2 separate regions of the Oryctolagus cuniculus genome follow, and region 2 is linked to region 1. The links are chromatin contacts, called in public Micro-C maps. All regions are on one chromosome and are shown on one strand. The core of a region is the stretch at or near the end of the contact, and the rest is flanking DNA. Distances in the headings are between cores, read along the strand shown. Region 1 overlaps EXOC3L4 (exocyst complex component 3 like 4). Region 2 has its middle 21 kb from the start of TNFAIP2.

Evidence for each region. Hi-C and Micro-C count contacts between places; a contact is called where the count stands out from the background.
Region 2: a contact with region 1 is called in a Micro-C map of ear pinna, with 5 times the contacts expected there. The contact joins two enhancer-like sites. A contact is called at or near these places in 4 of 6 Hi-C or Micro-C datasets (ear pinna, liver, psoas muscle and 1 more).

The regions. Positions count from the first base shown.
Region 1 is chr20:46,138,758-46,142,216 of mOryCun1.1, forward strand. EXOC3L4 (exocyst complex component 3 like 4) reads left to right here. Exons shown (of 13, transcript XM_051834845.2): 9 at 223-337; 10 at 998-1,117; 11 at 1,202-1,354; 12 at 1,668-1,789; 13 at 2,414-2,877. The coding sequence ends at 2,606. Among named protein-coding and RNA genes, the nearest start is that of EXOC3L4, 11 kb to the left of the region's middle. Within about 2 kb of position 2,149, at least 5 of the 8 cell types and tissues checked have an H3K27ac peak or open chromatin away from gene starts, as enhancers often do. A contact at or near this core is called in ear pinna, where this site is marked.
Region 2 is chr20:46,173,955-46,177,210 of mOryCun1.1, forward strand. No RefSeq gene overlaps it. Among named protein-coding and RNA genes, the nearest start is that of TNFAIP2, 21 kb to the left of the region's middle. Within about 2 kb of position 1,372, at least 1 of the 8 cell types and tissues checked has an H3K27ac peak or open chromatin away from gene starts, as enhancers often do. A contact at or near this core is called in ear pinna, where this site is marked.

The sequences.
Region 1 (3,459 bases), core at 899-3,398:
TGCTGCTTGGCCAATTACTGCAGGGCACAGAGGGTTTATCCCGGAGTGGCCACGGAGCCCAGCCAGTGCCGCCCGCCGACCTCGGCTCCGTGACTGGCTCTGGGGCCTGACCTGACGCTGCCCCTCGCAGTATAGTCCAAATGGGTGGGGTTGGGGGCTGTGCGCCAAGCCTTGTCCCCCAGCCCCAGCTGCTCCTCGTGATGTGTCCCGGCCACTTCCCAGGACTCATCTTCTGGCCAAGTTCCCAGGAGCCCTGGAGGAGCTGACGCAGCCCCTGGAGGCTGCCACCCAAAACTTCCAGAAGCACCTGCTCCAGGGCTTGAAGAGGGACGTGCAGGTGAGCGGGCAGGCCTTTCCCTCCCGGTGAGCGGGGCAGGTGAGCGGGCAGGTGAGCGGGCAGGCCTTTCCCTCCCGGTGAGCGGGGCAGGTGAGTGGGCAGGCCTTTCTCCCCCGGTGAGCGGGGCAGGTGAGTGGGCAGGCCTTTCTCCCCCGGTGAACGGGGCAGGCCTTTCTCCCCTGGTGAATGGGGCAGGCCTTTCCCTCCCAGTGAGCGGGGCGGGTGAGTGGGCAGGCCTTTCTCTCCCAGTGAACGGGCAGGCCTTTCTCTCCCTACTCGCCATGCCCAGCAGGTGCCCAGGGGCCAGGCCCAGCGCTGATTTACCACAGGGGTGTGAGTGAGGGGTAGGAAGGCACACAGAGGACTTCCCAGGCTCCCCTTCGTAGGGGTCAACAGCCAAGCCTGGGTCAGTGCGTTCACAGGCCGGATCAGGCCGAGGCCTCTCCTCTGGCCCCTCAAGACCCCCAGGGCACCCCTGAAGCTGGGCCTGGCTGGATGCTGCACCAGAGCCCGGCCTGGAAGAGGCGTTGTGGGAGAGACCCAGTGACATAACCTGTGGCTAAGGCGAGGAAGCACCGTGAACCCCGAAGAGAAGGGGTCAGAAATTGGGTGGGGCAGGGAGAGGGGGCTTGAAGGACTGCCCCTGCCCTCTGTCCCCAGCCACTGTTCAGGGCCGTGTGCACCAAGGGCTGGCTCACGGAGGACCTGCTGGGGCCCCTCATGGACAGGGTGGTGGCCTTCGCCCGCCACCTGGAGCACGTGGTCCCGCCACAAGCGCAGGTAGGCGGTGGGGGGGGGGGTGTCATTGGTTGGCTGTGCCCAGGGCTGGGGCCTTGGACCCTGACCTGGACACCACCTGCCCAGGAGATTCTGCAGGAGGTGCACCGCTACGTGGTCCGTGAGTACCTGGCACAGGCGCTGAGACCACAGGAGCGATTCCGGGGCACGGACCGGGTGAACGGCTCCCAGAAGATGAGTCTGGACGCCCAGGCCATTAGCAACACCTTCCAGGGCTTGGTAAGAGCAGTGTTTACTGCCCTGCCCTCACTGCTGCTGGGCTGCGAGGGGGCGGGGCCAGGTGGGCTGCACTTTGCCCGTATTTGCATACAGCTTGTGGTGGGGTGGGTGAGGGTCCCAGCGGGGCCTGTGGAAGGTCTCTCTCCAACCCAGACCCCGAGCCCTTGGGGCGGGGGCCCTGCCGCCCTCCATCCGTTGTCTGAGCTGCCCGAGAGGGAAGTGCATGTGGGCCGCTCGGCTGCGGGCGGGGACGCAGGGGCTGCGGCAGGACGGCCTGGCCCGCACACAGGTGCGCCTGTCCCGGTCTCCGCAGGGCTCTAAGGCCACGTGGCTGGACCAGGCCATCCCGTGCGTGGCCGAGATCCTGGGCGAGACCTACAAAGACGACATCAGGAAGCATCTGCAGACGCTCATAGAGACCTACCCCGACTTCAGGTTCGTAGCCACCTGTTCCCCACTGGGGGAGGCTACGGGTCCTGGCGCTAGCCCCTTCCAAGGAGTCCCGGGCCCACAGGCCGGCGGGAGAGGAAGCCAGGGTGAGGGGCGCGGCCCGGCGCTGGCCGGGGTCCCGACCGCCCCTCTGCCATGACCTATTACTCCTCACGCTCCTGGATCGGTCCCGCGGCGCGACCCCGACCCCGGGGGAGCCCGAGCCTGCCTGGAGGCAGGAGGTCCGGGGAGTGCTGGGGCCGTGGAAATCCCAGTTCAAGTCTCCGTGACCTTGGAGAATCCGGAACGACGCAGAGGCCGCCCGAAGCCCCGCCCCCCCGGCGCTCGCCCCGCCTTCCCTCCCATGGCCCGCCCCCCTGGCGCGGCGCTCCGGGCCCCCCCCCACCCCGCCCCGGGTCGGCCGGCGAGCCCCGCGCCGGGACCCCGCAGGGAGGGGGCTCTCGCCTCGCGCTTCGCCCCGCTCCGCCACGGCCCCTGCGGAAGGAGCCCCCACGGCCCCGGGCCTGCCCCCGGCTCCCGTGCGCCCTGCCCAGCCCCCGGAGCGCTGGGGGCGTGCCTCGTGCCGGCTGCTCGGGCCAGCTCGCCCTGACCGCGCGCGTGTCCTCGCAGGCGGGACCACGTCCTGGCCGTCCTGGCGCTGCGCCGCCTGGGCCGCCGGCGGAACCAGAGCCTCCTGCGGCACGCGCAGGCCCTGCTGAGAGCCGCGGCCCAGGCCCGGGGCCCCGCGGCGCCGCCCGCGCGCGTGCTCTTCGACGAGATCGAGGTGCCCGCCTCCGTGGACGTGCTCCTCACCTGTGTCTAGTGCGGCCGGCCTGCGGCGGCTGGAGGCCGCGCGCGGAGCCCCCGGCGGGGCCGAGGCTCGCTCTGGGCCGGCCTCCCAGCTCTGAAGCCGGCAGTTGCTCTCAGCCCTGCACAGCTGCGGGACCCGCCGGGAGGAAGCCGTCCCCGGCGTGTGTGGGGGAGTGTTTGGGGCAGCGGGGTGCCGTCCACGCGGCAGGACTGTCCAGCACCAGCCCCAGATGGAGAGGGACAGAGTATTTATTTTTAAAATAAATGAATTAAAATGGTGTCTACCTAAGGAAGACGTGGGGCCAGGCTGGCCCTTTTGTGCCCGCTGTGTGGGTGAGAGGACCGAGGCCCTGTGACTGCAGAACGGACTAGGTCTTTTTTTAAAAAAAAAAGATTTATTTGTTTATTTGAAAGTCAGAGTTACACTGAGAGAGAAAGAGGCTGGTTCACTCCCCAACTGGCTGCAACGGCCCGAGCTGTGCTGATCCGAAACCAGGAGCCTGGAGCTTGGGCCATCTTCTACTGCTCTCCCAGGCCATAGCAGAGAGCTGGATCAGAAGTGGACCAGCCAGGACTCGAACCGGCACCCATATAGGATGTTGGCACTGCGGGCAGCAGTTTTACCTGCTACGCCACAGCGCCAGCCCCAGACTAGGTCTTGACCATGAGGAACCCTGGGCCCACCGGCCTTGTGTGTCAGGTGGGCTCCCCCATCAGGGTGGGCACAGCCTGGGCCCCTCCTGGGCAGGAAACAAGGAGAGGCCAGGCCCCTTCTGAAGCTTGGGGTTTCTGGGCCAGATGTGGGCGGGGCTTCCCAGCAGAGAGTTGTCCCAGTACTGTAGGGGATGTCACTCGAGGTGTGCGGA
Region 2 (3,256 bases), core at 122-2,621, 34 kb after region 1:
ACAATAAAATTCAGTCTGTAAGTTAGATACAGGAGCAGAGGAACATCAGTAAAGAATAAAATAGAACAATATAATAATAACACATGGTAATAAAAGTAACGCAAACTTATGGGTTGTCCATTTCTGGGATTTTCCATTGTCAGGTCATAGGTAACTTTTTTTTTTTTTTTTTTTTGCACCAGCTCCCTTGCGCCCCCCCCCCCCGCTCCCTCCACAGATGACCCCCATTTTAAAAATATTTATTTATTTATTTGACAGGTTAAGTTATTTAGAGAAGTAGAAACAAAGAGATCTCTATCTTCTATCTGCTGGTTCACTCCCTAAATGGCCACAACAGCCAGAGCTGGGCTGAGCCAGGCCAGGCCAAAGCCAGGAGCCAGGAGCTTCACCCAGGTCTCCCACGCAGGTACAGGGCCTCAAGACCTGGACCATCTTCTGCTGCTTTTCCCAGGCCATCAGCAGGGAGCTGGATGGGAAGTGGAGCAGCTGGGACTCAGACCGGCGCCCATGTGGGATGCTGGCATCACAGGCGGCAGCTGTACCGGCTGCGCCGCAGCACCGGCCCCCAGACCACAGCTTTGAGGGAGACCCTGGCAAGCGGGGCCGAGCCGGGGGAGTCTGCCGTGTGCCTCTGCCGTCTGGGAGATGAGAGCACTCTTGGCCGAGCTGTCGCTCAGAGCCTGTCGATTCATTGCTCCTGTTGCCTCGGCAAAACTGACCTCCCCAGGCAGGGCTCTCTCCTTATTCAGTTCCTTTTAGTTATTTTATTTGTAAGGTAGAGACAGAGACAGAACGAGATCCTCCACCTGCTGGTCCACTCCCCAAATGCCTGCGGTAGTGGGGCTGGACCAGGCAGAAACGCCAGGAGCCAGGAACTCAAATCCAGGTCCCCCATGTGGGTGGCTGGGACCCCAGTGCCTGAGCCACCCCCACTGCCTCCTGGAGTGCACGTTAGCAGGAAGCTGGATGGCGAGCAGAGCCAGGACTCGAACCAGCACTCAGATACGTGGTGTGGGCATCCCAAGTGGCCTCTTAAGTGCTGTGCCCACCTCCTGTTTCTAAGGCCAATTCTAATGAATTCCAGAGCCTGGCCTTAAAAACAAAGATGCACAGATTTAACAAAAGGATTTTTTTTTTTCAAGATTTATTTATTTATTTGAAAGGCAGAGTTACAGAGAGGCAGAGGCAGCGAAGACGGAGAAGTCCAATCGGCTGCAACAGCCGGAGCTGTGCCGATCCGAAACCTGCAGCCAGGAGCTTCTTCCAGGTCTCCCGCGTGGGTTCAGGGGCCCAACGGCTTGGGCCATCTTCCACTGCTCTCCCAGGCCACAGCAGAGAGCTGGATCTGAAGTGGAGCAGCCGGGACTCGAATCAGCGCCCACATGGGATGCCAGCACTGCAGGCAGCGGCTTCACCCGCTACGCCAGGGCACCGGCCCCCAACAAGAGGAATTTAAGAGAGCGAATGACATCTCCTCCCCTGAGATCCTGGGAAGGAATCATTCTGTTACGAAACGTGGTGAGAAGACTCCACGGGAGAACACGAGGACACGTCTTGCCTTCCCGTGTGAAGTGTCGCAACTCTGAGCAGCTGGCTCGTTTCTGGGTCACGAGGAATCTGATGTTTGAACAGCCGAGCCGCCCCACTTTTCCAAGGCTTCAGAACTTGTTGCTATGGCCTTGACAATAACTCCAAATAAAAAACTGGGATTTTGCTTGCCTGTTTTTCTCGGGGAAGTGTGGCCTGGGTACGGGTACCGGGGTCACATCGCTGGATTCTGAACTGTGAGAGCGCCTTGGGCACGTCTCAGATGAAGAGAACGGGGCTTGTCTGTGCGCTACACCTCTTACTTAGAGGCCCTGGGTCTCGAGTCGCCTCCACTTCCAGGGTGGCTGTGGTACCAGACACGAGAGGACAAGCACAAGCCGTCGCCTGTACAGGGGTCTCGTTGCAGGGTGGCCTGGAAACTCTCAGGACATCTGCAAGAAGTAAACAACCTCTCTTTCAATCTGTAAAGATTTATTAATTTGAAAGCCAGAGTTCTGAGAGAGACAGAGAGAGAGAAAATGAGAGAGAGAGAGATCTTCCGCCTGCTAATTCACTCCCCAAGTGGCTACAATGCCGGGCTGGGCCAGGCCGAAGTCAGGAGCCTGGAATTCCATCCAGGTCTCCCATGTGGTTGGAGGGGTCAACTTCCACTGCTTTCCCAGACGCAGTAGCAGAGAGCTGGATCGGAAGAGGAGCAGCCGGGACTCGAACCAGCGCCCGTGTGGGGTGCCGGCGCTGCAGGCAGTGACTTCACCCACTGCGCCACAGCGCAGGCAGGGGAATAGCCATTCCGCTCCGCCATGTTCAGAGGGAGCCAGCGCAGCGTTCTCTGATTTGGGGGAGCACCCGTGACCGGACATCACGGGGAGCTACCAACCTGTAGGGCAACTCTAGGGATGCTGTGTAGCAGGGTACGACGGCAGCACGCTGGGACAGATCTGCCCAGGGAAGCTGGACCGGACGCTGCCGGCCGTGCGGCCTGTACCTCACAGTCAGCAGGCCCGAGAACGCCTCTTCTCTCTTCAGGGGCTGGGACATCTCGAAACAGGACTGACCAACCCTCCTGTCAGTTATCCATGAAGGGTTTGGCCAGGCCAAGCCTTGGGCCAGTGGGCATCTTTTCCCACTAAAGGCAGGGTGATTGATCTGTGGCCAGGCCCCAGCCTGCAGCTGTGCAGAGCACACCCCACAGGGGCGGGAGGGGCCCCGACTGGGACCCCAGGGCAGGCTGGGCGCGGGCTGCGCTTGTCTTGGCTTCTCTGGAGTTCCTTCTCTCTCTACTGCCTCTGATGCTGCAGTAAAACCTCGGCTCATGGCCGGCGCCGCGGCTCACTAGGCTAATCCTCCGCCTGCGGCACCGGCACCCTGAGTTCTAGTCCCGGTCTGGGCGCCGGATTCTGTCCCAGTCGCCCCTCTTCCAGGCCAGCTCTCTGCTGTGGCCCAGGAGTGCAGTGGAGGATGGCCCAGGTCCTTGAGCCCTGCACCCGTATAGGAGACCAGGAGAAGCACCTGGTTCCTGGCCAGCCACAGTGCGCCGGCCACAGCGGCCATTGCGGGGTGAACCAACGGCAAAGGAAGACCTTTCTCTCTGTCTTTCTCTCTCTCACTGATCTGTGGCCACTCTGTCCACTCTGCCTGTCCAAAAAAAAAAAAAAAAAAAAAAAAAAACTCGGCTCCCTCACTGCCCGGTCTCCGCCCGCTGCAGCTC